Regions from separate parts of the Arachis hypogaea genome. Here region 2 is linked to region 1. The links are chromatin contacts, called in public Hi-C maps. All regions are on one chromosome and are shown on one strand. The core of a region is the stretch at or near the end of the contact, and the rest is flanking DNA. Distances in the headings are between cores, read along the strand shown.

Region 1 (5,935 bases), core at 1,337-3,836:
AACGCTTCTTATTGGCTTGTCACACGCCAAGACCTCACTCCCAGGACCTTGTATGATTCAGTGGCGTTCCACACGCCGCAGCCCGGTATTACACGTTGGGCCAAATTTTCAGAAGTCTACTTCAAAGACCCATTTGGACGTGTCACACGCCGCAACAAGGCTGTCACACGCCAAGCAGAGAGAGCTCTAGAGACCACAAAGGAGTGGCATTCCATATGCCACACATTGGCGTTTCACACACCAAAGGAAGGCTGCTCCCAGGGGAAGAAAAGCATGGCGTTTTGTATGCCAAAGCTTGGTGTTTCACTTGCTTTTTGGCCTAACTTTTATAAGCCACTTTGGCCACTCTCCATGCCCATTCAGAATGCCAAATTTGAGACCACCAAAGCCTTGAAGAAAAGATACAAAGCGAAAGATTTAATGTGAAAGATTAGATTTAATTTTATTTTATTTTGAATTAGTTTGAATTTAATGATTAGGTTTTGTTTTAAAGTTTAGTATATAAGGTTCATAAAGGACCCTGGGGAAACCACCCTTCAACAATCCAAGGATCCACCTTCAGACCGTTGGCCGTTTTTGATACCTTATTTTTTATTTTGAAGCGTGAGCCACTAATCTCCTTGATTAAGGTTAGAAGCTCTGTTCATCTTTTTATAGATTATTAATCTAAGTGTTCTATTTTATATGAGGTTTATCCTTTGATTTATTTCATGATTGAATTTTGGTTTTTCATCTCTAAAGATTTAGAATTGTTGAAAAACATTTTAATTCTGTCTTGGATTCTAAATATTGTTTTGGAAAAAATTAATATTTGAATTAGATTAAAAACTCTTTCACACTACTTTTTTATTACACTAGGAATAGGTTTAAAGAGTGTGCGACACTTTGTGAGTTTCAATTGTTAGGACTAGTTTGAATACGTGACATATAAATCAAACTTAGGAATATTTTTGAATCTTACTTATTGAATCAAAATTGGGCTTCACCTCTTTTTCTTAAGTAATTGACTAAGGAATTAGCTATTAATTAAGTTAAAGAGAAATTAAATTACCAAGAAATTGGAATTTGATTATTTATTATTCGCCGTGATTAATCTTTGCATACCTCATCTAAATAAACACAAGGATTGTTTTCCTAAGAAGTGAACATATTTGACACCTTAACTATCTTTATTATCTTATCTGCTTAACTAATTTTAGTTTGCTCTTGTTTAATTTTCTATTTTCATGCTATTTACTAGTGAAACACTTATTTTTAATTGTTTGACTAGAATGATCAATTGACCATTGTTTGCTTAATCCGTTAATTCTAGTGGAATCGACACTCATTCACCGGAGTTATTACTTGGTACGACCCGGTGCATTTGCCAGTAGTTCTACAAATATTGGAGGGGTGAACCCCAACCAATAAGTATCGAATACCAAGCTGAGGCGATACATCTCATGGACATAAACTGACCAATCCAAATGTGAGTATGCACAGCACACTAAGGCATAGCGACATGGATAATGAAGAGCCTGGAAATATCCGCAATCACAGGTGTGGTCCTTGAGGGACACTTTGTAAGATCCAAGTGAAAAGCTGTCAGTCGGTGTTGTCTCAACCATGGTGAACTCAGAATTATCCCTGTGACCCTGTCGTACAAAGTCATCGTGAAACACCTTGAGGCCTTCAGATTAGCCTTAATTGCCTTCATCAAATGCTGACTAAACCGCTTCTCGATTCCTAATTGTGCCTCTACTTCTCTTCCTTTATGAACAAAAAGCTCTGCTAATCTCCCAAAGGTGGACTTCACCAATGAACAAACCGGAAGGTTCCTTACACCCTTCAAAATCGAGTTTACACACTCGGATATGTTCGTAGTCATATACCCGAACCTCCTACCTTCATCGCGATGCTGAGTCCACCGTGCATAGTCAATCCAATTAGGCCAGTCACACATGGCCAAGTCTTCAGAGCGGAAGATGTCAAACCAATAGTCAAACTCGACCTCGGTCTTTGCATAAGCAACATTGACTAGAAATCTCCTAGCATCCTTGCCCTTAAAACTAAGGGCAAAGTTTGCCACCACGTATCGGATAAAAAATGCCATGTATGCATTAGGTGGAAGCCAACCCCCATAAGGAGCCTCCAGTGCAGTCTTGATCCCGTTATGCCTATCCGATATGACCAAGATACCTGGTTGAGGCATTACATGTTGTCGAAGGTGGGATAAGAAAAATAATTGCGACTCTGCATTTTCACCCACCACAAGGGCGAATGTGACAGGGATGATATTGGAATTGCTGTCCTGAGCAATCGCAACCAGCAGTGTACCACCATATTTGCTGTACAAGTGGGTCCCGTCAACACTAACCAGAGGCTTACAATGTTGGAAGGCCTCGATACATGGTGGGAATGTCCAAAAAAGACGGTGGAAATAAGCATGCGACTCATCGACTTGGCCACCCAGTCGCACAGGACTCGTCCTCAACACTGCAACACTACCTGGCATCGTCATCTGCACACCTAGCAGCCATTGCAGTAACTCATTATATGGCTCTTCCCAGTCTCCGTCAATCTGAGCCACGGCCTTCTGCTTAGCCATCCAAACACTCTAGTAAGTCGGTCTAAAACCAAAATGGGTCTCTATCGCATTTTTCAGTACCTTGATCGACACGGCAACATCGACTCTAATCATAGGCAATATGAAGGCCGAGATCACATGGTAATCAAGCCTCTTATGATCACTGGATATCGAAGTAGCCAGACAAGTATGTGGTCCATTGTATCGTTTTACCTCCCAAATACCTCTACGCTGGCAGAGACTAATACGAATCAACCACGTCCCCCCGTTGCTGAATTCCTTACACTTTCCATGGTACTTGTGATAAACAGATTCCAACACTTTAATTCAACCCCACGTCGGATGCTATAAGTCTTCACGCTCAGCATGGCCTCCTCTTTATCCTGAAACTACTGAACAACTTGGAACTCAGCCAGTCCTCCTGTATCCTGTGTGTCTCTGGTCCCAAATCCGACAGGCATGCCAAGTACCCCCTGCTGTCTCATGGCATCCAAGTCCAAAGTTGAAAAGTACAGGGGGTACTGCGGAGTTCCTGAACTAGCCGCTCCATCACTCCGAGCTGGAGTACTCCTCACTAGCTCATCATTTCTATCATCGGCAATCGTAGTGGGCTCCACATCATCATCATCCTCATCCTGAAATGCATCTTCCACACCATCCGGTGCTCCACCCTGTCAGGATTTCGTTACCACGTCAGGAATGTCGTCCATCGCAATCGCAACATCACCAAAGGGACTAGTGTCACCCACTTCTCCGTCATGAGTGCGATTTAGGTCACCCGTGCCAACCAAAGCTGCCTCAGGCTGAATCACGGGCAGAGATGAAGAGGTACTAATAGGCCTCGAACTAGAGTAGGCTACCATGGCTGAAGGCTGAGGATTCCGGTTAGAACCTCTTGAATTGGAGACTACATCCACAAACTTGGCCAACAGCTTAGGGTCCTAACCTATGAGAATTGCCGACGACAATGGAACAGAACTTGCAAATCTTTGTCGCTGCCTTTGACGAACGAATCGTACTTCACGTTATCCCACAAAACAGAAATCAAAATTCTGTAGACTAACTTCTCCACCCGTTTCATGCCTTACAGCCCCAGTTTTCGGATTATAGTATTTTGAAACTTGGTGAAACTTGTTGAAAGTTTGAGAAAAACACAAATCAGATCATTATTAGTAAACTTAATTCCGGAACGCATTTTTTCTTAATCGATCCTCTATAGTGCACCAAAACTAACTCTCATCACTAGCCATTGCAAAGCACTATGATGAGAAATTCACATTCAACAGTTATTTATATAAATTTGTGGCCTAGTAAATCAAATTAAGTTACATCCATTTATATATCTTGTTGAATACATACTAAATCAACTTGCCTTGTGCCGATTTATTCATGGACATTTCGAGGATGGTAAATCGAATTGGCTCGTTCGATTTACTATGAACCCTCACCATTCATACATAAATCGAATGAGTTTGATTCGATTTGCATGAAACGCTACTAAATCGAATATGGCTGTTTCGATGTACTATCAACGAAACTAAATCGAGTATGTCTGCTTCGATTTACATAGAAATGTCCTTTAGGGACATGCACGTAACATTTTTCGTTTGGGTAATTGGCGTAAATTTGAGTTGGCATTGGTTTATTTAAGTTTTTTACCCCAAAATATATTTTTCACTATAATATTATCACAAGTTACAAATTAAAAAATAATTCACACTTCATAATTAATAACAACAATAAATATTACTATATAATTAAAGTTTGAACTAGAAGATTAGAAGAATTGTGGAAATTGAAGTCAATGTAATTAGTATTTATAAACAACAAATAAAAAATATTTCACAAGAAAGAGAAAATTGCAAAAGTATGGGGCAAAATTTTATTTAGGACCAATGATAATTTGATTTCTCATTTACTCCATTAAAGTATTTTACAATTGTTTGAACTTGCATTCTATTTCAAAATACAATTCTCACTTATATACTAATCAAATTGGATTTTGTTTTCATTTTCATTCTCTTTATCTCTTAGATGTGACAATCTTCTCACGTCTTTCATTTTTTTCCTCTCTCTTTCATAAGACTATTTCTCTAATTTTTTCTCTCTTTCATGATTCAACTCCATTTTATTTTCTTTTTATTTGTGTTTATATTATTTAACTGCATTTTTATACACTCTTTAATTTATATTTATCTAATATGTATGAATAATTCAAATATGTTCAACAATCATTCATTCAATATCAATAATTTGTTTTTTTTTTAAATGAAAAAACCTATCATTATTTCGTACTCCCTTCTATTCTTCAACATCATTTCACTTTCTTTTTCATTGTGTATATGCATTATTTTACTACATTTTTACAATATTTAGCTTTTAGTGATAGTTATATGTTTCACTAATCATTCATTCAACAACAACATTTAAGTTTTAGTTTTAATCTTTTACCATTCCTTTTTCATTTTATTTTCAACACTAGATTTATTTTTTTATTTTTTCAAATTACAAACGAAAAATCCAAAATTACACTTGTTTATCATTTAGTAATCATTAAAAAAGTTAGTATAGAAGCCAACAAATTATTAAAATTAATTTTTTATTCGCACATCTAAAACTATGCATAAACTCAAAAAATCATATCCTAACACATCACAACGTACTCACGCATTATAAGTGTTCATTTCATACTCTAGATCCAAAACAAAACAAAAATTATTCATTTCATGTGCCAGCCTCTCTGCCGAATTTGTTTTCTTTTGAGAAAATGAATGGGGACTTAGTTTATGGAACAAAAGTAAAGTCAAAGAAAAAGAACTAAAATTGTATATCCATCAAATATATCTTATAAGTTAAAAATTTAGAATAAAAAGTTAGATTAGAAGAAACCTATTTACATGATGAAAAAGAAAGTATTCTGCTAATGAATCACATTGATAAGAGTCCAGAATTAAACAAAATATCCATACACTATTAGCAGTATGGCTAGACCAAGCAGAAAATGCATAAAAGTATATCAAAATCAATACCTAACACATCTAAATGTACTACACATTCAAAATTACACATATACTCAAAAGCTCATAACATATCATATTCAAAATTTGTGCAATTTGTATAAGAAGGATGAATTATTTGTAAAAAACTCTATATTCTTTCATCCTCAAATAAGGCTTTTCTTTTTCGATTTTGAAGCACATAAAAAAGTCCTCATACATGCTAAAATCCATAACCTAACAAATCTGAAAGTTTTGATTTTGTTTATTCGCTCACTAAACTCACAATAAAACCTACCCCAAAAGAACTCTTCACAACATATACATCTATTTGCAATGTGTATATTAAGAGACCAAGGTAAAAAAGTTCACA
Region 2 (5,935 bases), core at 2,081-4,580, 310 kb after region 1:
CTTTGTAAACCACATTACAGAGACTAATTGGTCGGAAATCCTTCATGGAAACCGGGTTTTCTACCTTCGGAATAAGAACCACAAGAGTTTCCATCATCCTTGGATCCATATCCAAACCAGAGAACGCATGACGAACCATAGTCCAAACATCAAAACCAACAATCTTCCAGTATTCTTTAAAGAAGAAAGCCTGAAACCCATCAGGGCCCGGCGCCTTAAAAGAATGCATACTGAAAACAGCCGACTTAACTTCTTCCAGAGTAACTGGCGCTGTGAGGCTACAACAGGCTTCATCATTCAGGGAAGGCAGCGGCACATCACCAAGACAACCTAAGTCTACATCCTCCGACTGGCAGAATAGGCGTTTATAGAAGGATTCAGCTTCCCTTCTAAGGACATCCGGGTCCGTTTCCCACACCCCGTCTTGAAGAAAGAGACCATGAATCTTATTATGCTTTCTCCGCACAAGAGTCTGGACATGAAAGAACTTGGTATTTCTATCCCCAAATTTTACCCACTGCTCTCTGGATTTTTGAAACCATAGAAGTTCCTCCTGCACAAGCGTGTTATTAAATTCCTCAATCAGCTGTTTTTCTTTTTGCCGCATAGACAAATCTTCCATTACTTCAAGTCGCTTCTGAAGAAAATTAATCTGTCTCTCCAATTTGCATTTTCTAACGAAAATATTGCCGAACACTTTAGAATTAAACTCCAAAGAGTTCTTCTGCACTTCTGAAAGCTTGCCATGCATCTCTCTGTAGCCAGCCTGCCATGACTGGTTCACAATATTTCTGTACCCCGGATGAGTTGCCCAAGCTGCAATAAACCGAAAAGGTCTATTCTTTTTCGGTTGGGGACGACCTGTACAGCGTACTAGGATAGGACAATGATCAGATTGAAGCCTATTTAAAATTTCTGCGTAAGCCTCTGGAAAGAGAGATAGCCAGCCACTATTGATACAAACCCGGTCAAGTTTTTTCGCCACCTCAACACCATTTTTAACCCTTCTGTACCAAGAAAATTGTCTTCCAATAGTCTTCAAGTCAAACAGATTACTATCCCCTAGAGAGGCAGCAAGCCGATCTGCATGATGACTCGAGAAGAGGCAACCCTTAGATTCATGAGAGAATAGTACTTCATTAAAATCACCAAGAACAATCCATGGCCCGCAGAAAGACGAAGACTGAGTAACAAGATAATCCCATAGCAAAACTCTGGTATTAAATTGAGGACTACCATAGATACCACTGCACCTCCAAATCACATTATTTACCTGAACCTCAACTGTAACACACTGATCGAAAGTATCAACCCATTTACAGTGAACACCCTGTATTGCAGAAAGTAACCAAATACCCCCCTTGTGTCCTGACGCCTCCACTATACCAATAGGGTGATAACCAAGTCTTTCCCAGAACATTTTCAAGTGTTGAAAAGGACAGTGAGTTTCAACCACAATAAAAATTACAGGTTTAAATTTCCTAACCAGCTCTTTACAATTCACCCGGGCTAACTTATTAGAAGCACCCCTAATATTCCAAGCTATTATATTTAAACTATCCATAATATAAAATATAAAAATATAAAACAAGAAAATCAAAGTGCTTCACCAACCTCAAACCGAGGCTTGCCCAGCGGAAGTGACTCCCGTGACCTTCAGGTTTGCCAGATCTCCCTGGAATATCTCCTTAATCCCACCTACCGACGCAGTAACAGCCGGCAATGTGCCTTCCTTCTCCAATGGAACCGCCACGGTAACACCCTCCTTCACGGTTGCAGGAAGACATGACGATGCTTCCACCACCGTGCCTCCATTCTTCTCAACTGGCGAGCTCTGTAGGGACCCCGGCCTTGGTCGTTTCCGGAGAGAGGACCCGCAAGGCACTGGGGTGTATCGGGTTGAGGAGATTGACGTCTCACCAACACGGGAAGCGCTGTGTCCGACCTTGACTCGTGACCCGACCCTAGCACGATAGGAGCTTGATCCATTCGTGTGAGAGAAGTGAATGGTGGGCCTGATTACTCTACCCGAATCGATTCTGGATTGAATGCCTCTTTGGACCTTGTTAGATTGCTTCTGACCCAGCTTGGTTTTACCTTTCCTCACAACTTGCTCCCAGCCTGGTTCATCATGCATGCAAGCCTCCTCAACATTATTTCCTTCCAAATTATTAGCCTCCAAATCTTCTTGCAAATTCGATGCAGGATTCTTGCCAGTAACGCCACCTACCACATTAGGTTCTACTTCATTTGAATTGTGAATTTTGGTCTCAGGATGTGGCACTGCCTTTGTACCATCCCGTGGCTTGGTGGCATCGGAATCAACACTCTTTCCTTCCCTAGAGTCTCTACCCAAGCACTGTGCCATATCGTGACCATAACGTGCACAAGAGTTATAAATTAAATTTAAACTTTCATACTCCACTACATGAGTTACGCCTTCCACAATGATATGTTTGATCACTGGCAGTCCTAAATTTATTTGAACACATACTCGGGCATATCGTCCTCTCTCAGCCAATTTAGTGGCTAAGTCCACTTTGATGGGAACTCCTATTGCAGAAGCAATACGCATCATGGCCTGTTCCTGATAGCACCAGATTAGGAGCCCCGAAATCCGAACCCATACAAGCGTAGACCCGAAGGATTGCTCACATGGCCGAAAATCTATATCCCACGGTTTTACAGCAACATAGTGCCCCTCAATCAACCACGGGCCACCAAGCATGACCTTCTCACGATCTTCACATGCATCGAATTTTACCATGAAGTACCCAAACCCCACATCAAGCAGATCAAAGTCACCTTTGATGCGCCAAACCATCCGAAGCTTGTGTGAAAGAGCTGTGTAACTATAATTTTTATCAAGAACCTTAATCACTAAAGCTTCTCGATAAGGCTCTGCCAAACAAAGCTTGGCTTCTTCAGTGAAATTTACACATGGAGGTTGGGAATCGCCCTGCTTGCCCACCACCGTGGCTATACTATCCCCAGATAAAGATCCTGCAAGTGCAAACGCCTTCGATTTCTCTGGACCAATGACTTTATCTCTAAAGGAGATCTTTGTAGGATTTGAAAAACCCCCTCGTGAAAAACCCTCCTTGACACCGGATGCACCCCCACCCACACTCTCCCCCTTATCTCTTTCGACGGCATGGCCGCCATCCTCACTGTGTTTCGCCCTCAAACACTCGTTCCCGCTCTCTCCTTCTCTCATTCTCTCTGAATACGGAGTACGTACTCTTTCTCTGCTAGGGTTTAGTAAATAATTATCGATTTAAAAAGGTTTTTTGGTGACTATTTATATGTATTTCCCAACACTCTCCCTTTCACTCTTTTTTTATTATTATTATTATATTCTTTCTTCCGAGTTTCAGAGCATGCTGTTAATTCGACCACTTTCTCCACCAAATAGAAATCAGTTACGTAAACCAAAATGAAGATCTCTTTCATCACTGCATTTTCTCAATTCCCGATTTTCTTTTTCCCCTTCCTCTAAATCTCGTTTTGGATCTTTCCTATTTTACAATCATAACTGCAAACCTTCTAGAACCTTTCGCAACCTCAATCAGTTGGAGATGAGCAACGGGGAGCTTTTTAGCATCGAACCTCTCGAGCTCAGGTTCCCCTGTGAGTTCCCATTTTTGTCATTCTCCCTCGATCTATTTTTCTCATCTTCTAGGATTTCAAATTTCCATGATTTTCTAATTCTTTCTTTTCTTCTCGTTAGTTGAGTTGAAGAAGCAGATCTCGTGCGCTCTCCAATTGTTCAATAAGACCGATAGCTATGTAGCTTTCAAGGTAAATGGTGACATTTTCTTTTCTAGCTTTAGCTTCCTTCTTTCTATTTTTCAAAATCCAAATTGTTTGTCTCGTCATGCTCTTCATTTTCCTATCGTCAATTTGGAGAATTTGTTTTGAATTGTTGTTTTGATTCTATTATAAGATCTATTGAATTCACAGTAACTTTAACTCTTCAGCAAGTGTTTGGTGCAATGCGGTATTAAAAAAAATTGGACGATAATTTGTTACTATTCTATTATTTTATTTATTTGTTGATGTGATAAAATGCTTAATTTCCATGTTTACGTGTTGCATATTTGGTTTTGTTCAGGTGAAAACAACTAATCCGAAGAAGTATTGTGTTCGTCCAAACACAGGAATTGTCTTGCCACGATCAACATGTGATATCATGGGTACTAATACTTCTATGCACTATCATTGAACAGACGAAAGGGAAAAATGGAATCAGTTATTGAACTTCTCAATTGAAGATTTATACATGCACTATAATAAAGTTGATGGAGCCTGTGACTAATTAAATCCTTATTCTAACTAACTGGTACAGCTAATTTAATTTCTAACTAACTAGTTAACTTATGCTTCTAATCAGAACATCTAATATCCCCCCTCAAGTTGGAGCATACATGTTGTATGTTCCTAACTTGGCCATGAGAAACTGAAACTGAGGTGCAGGGAGTGCTTTGGTGAGAATATCCGCAATTTGATGCTTGCTTGGAACGTGCACCAGCTTGATAATCCCAGATGCGACTTTCTCGAATAAAGTGTCAGTTGATTTCAATGTGTTTGGACCTTTCATGTAAGGTTGGATTGGTAGACATCTGAATAGCCGATATGTTGTTGCAAAAAACCATGGCTGAGTGGACCTCAACGTGCATGAATTTTAGCAAAACAACGAGTGAAAGGACCTTACAAGCAGCATTTGCCAACGCCCGATATTCAGCCTCAGTCGAGCTTTTCGAAACCACATCTTGTTTCTTGCTCTTCCACGATATCAAAGAATCACCCAAAAAGGTGCAATACCTAGTGGTGGATTGCCTCGTATCTAAACAATCACCCCAATCCGCATCAGTGTACATAGTGAGATTGAATTTGGACTTAGATGAGAAAAGGAGCCCTTGTCCCGGTGCAGCTTTCAAGTAACGAAGGACATGATGAGCGGCATTCAAATGGGGAAGGCGCGGATCGGACATAAACTGGGCCAATTTCACTACTACGAAGGTAATGTCTGGTCTGAAAATAGTCAAAGACATGAGGCGGCCAATGAGTCTTCTATAGTGGGATGGGTCAGGTACGGGATCGCCTTTACCACTCGAAGTTTCATATTTGCATCCATAGGTGTGGTGGCAGGCTTACATCCTAAGTAACCTGTCTCTGTCAAAAACAACATCACATACTTTCTCTGAGTAAGCGCCATGCCAGCTTTAGAGTGTGCAAGTTCTAAACCCAGAAAAAACTTGAGGTCACCCAAGATTTTGAGCTTGAAAATTGATTGGAGTTTCAGCTTAACATTGTCAACCATCTCTTGCTTGGGGGGCAGCAATGATGATATCATCCACATAAACAATGAGGAAAGTAGTCGCATCGCCTTCTCCCAAAGCAAATAGAGACTAATCCTGTTTGCATTGTGTGAACCCGTGGCTGAGGAGAGTGTTGCAGAACTTGGTAAACCATTGTCGTGAAGCTTGCCTTAGACCATACAAGGACCTTGTGAGCTTGCAAACTAATCCTCCTTTCCGTTGAGGATGGCCCAAGGGTAACTCCATGTAAACTTCTTCATCTAATTCGCTGTTGAGAAACGCATTGTTGATATCTAATTGGAGAAGACTCCAATTCTTGACCGCAGCAATGGTGAGGAGAGTCCTTACCCTGGTGATTTTTGCGACCGATCCCGGCTTGTTGAGTGTAGTCTTTGGCGACGAGGCGTGCCTTATAGCGCTCCAATGTACCATCAGCCTTTAATTTGGCTTTGTACACCCACCGGCACCCGATTGCACGTTTGGCTTTGGGTAATTCGACCAAGACCCAAGTATTATTGGCTTTGAGGGCATCTAGCTCTTCTTGCATGGCCTGCCGTCACTCTTTGAACTTGACAACTTGGTGATAGAACTGAGGTTCAGGAATGATGTTCAAC

What was found. Hi-C and Micro-C count contacts between places; a contact is called where the count stands out from the background.
Region 2: a Hi-C map of leaf shows a contact between it and region 1, with 2.2 times the contacts expected there. The contact joins the promoter of LOC112720815 here to the promoter of LOC112721331 in region 1. A contact is called at or near these places in 2 of 8 Hi-C or Micro-C datasets (both in leaf).

What each region holds. Positions count from the first base shown.
Region 1 is chr11:47,753,009-47,758,943 of arahy.Tifrunner.gnm2.J5K5, forward strand. It overlaps LOC112721331, which reads right to left and starts at 2,587. Exons shown (of 1, transcript XM_025772401.1): 1 at 1,487-2,587. The coding sequence starts at 2,587. The coding sequence ends at 1,487.
Region 2 is chr11:48,064,928-48,070,862 of arahy.Tifrunner.gnm2.J5K5, forward strand. It overlaps LOC112720815 (vesicle-associated protein 1-2), which reads left to right and starts at 3,331. Exons shown (of 8, transcript XM_025771908.3): 1 at 3,331-3,630; 2 at 3,731-3,801; 3 at 4,115-4,196. The coding sequence starts at 3,579.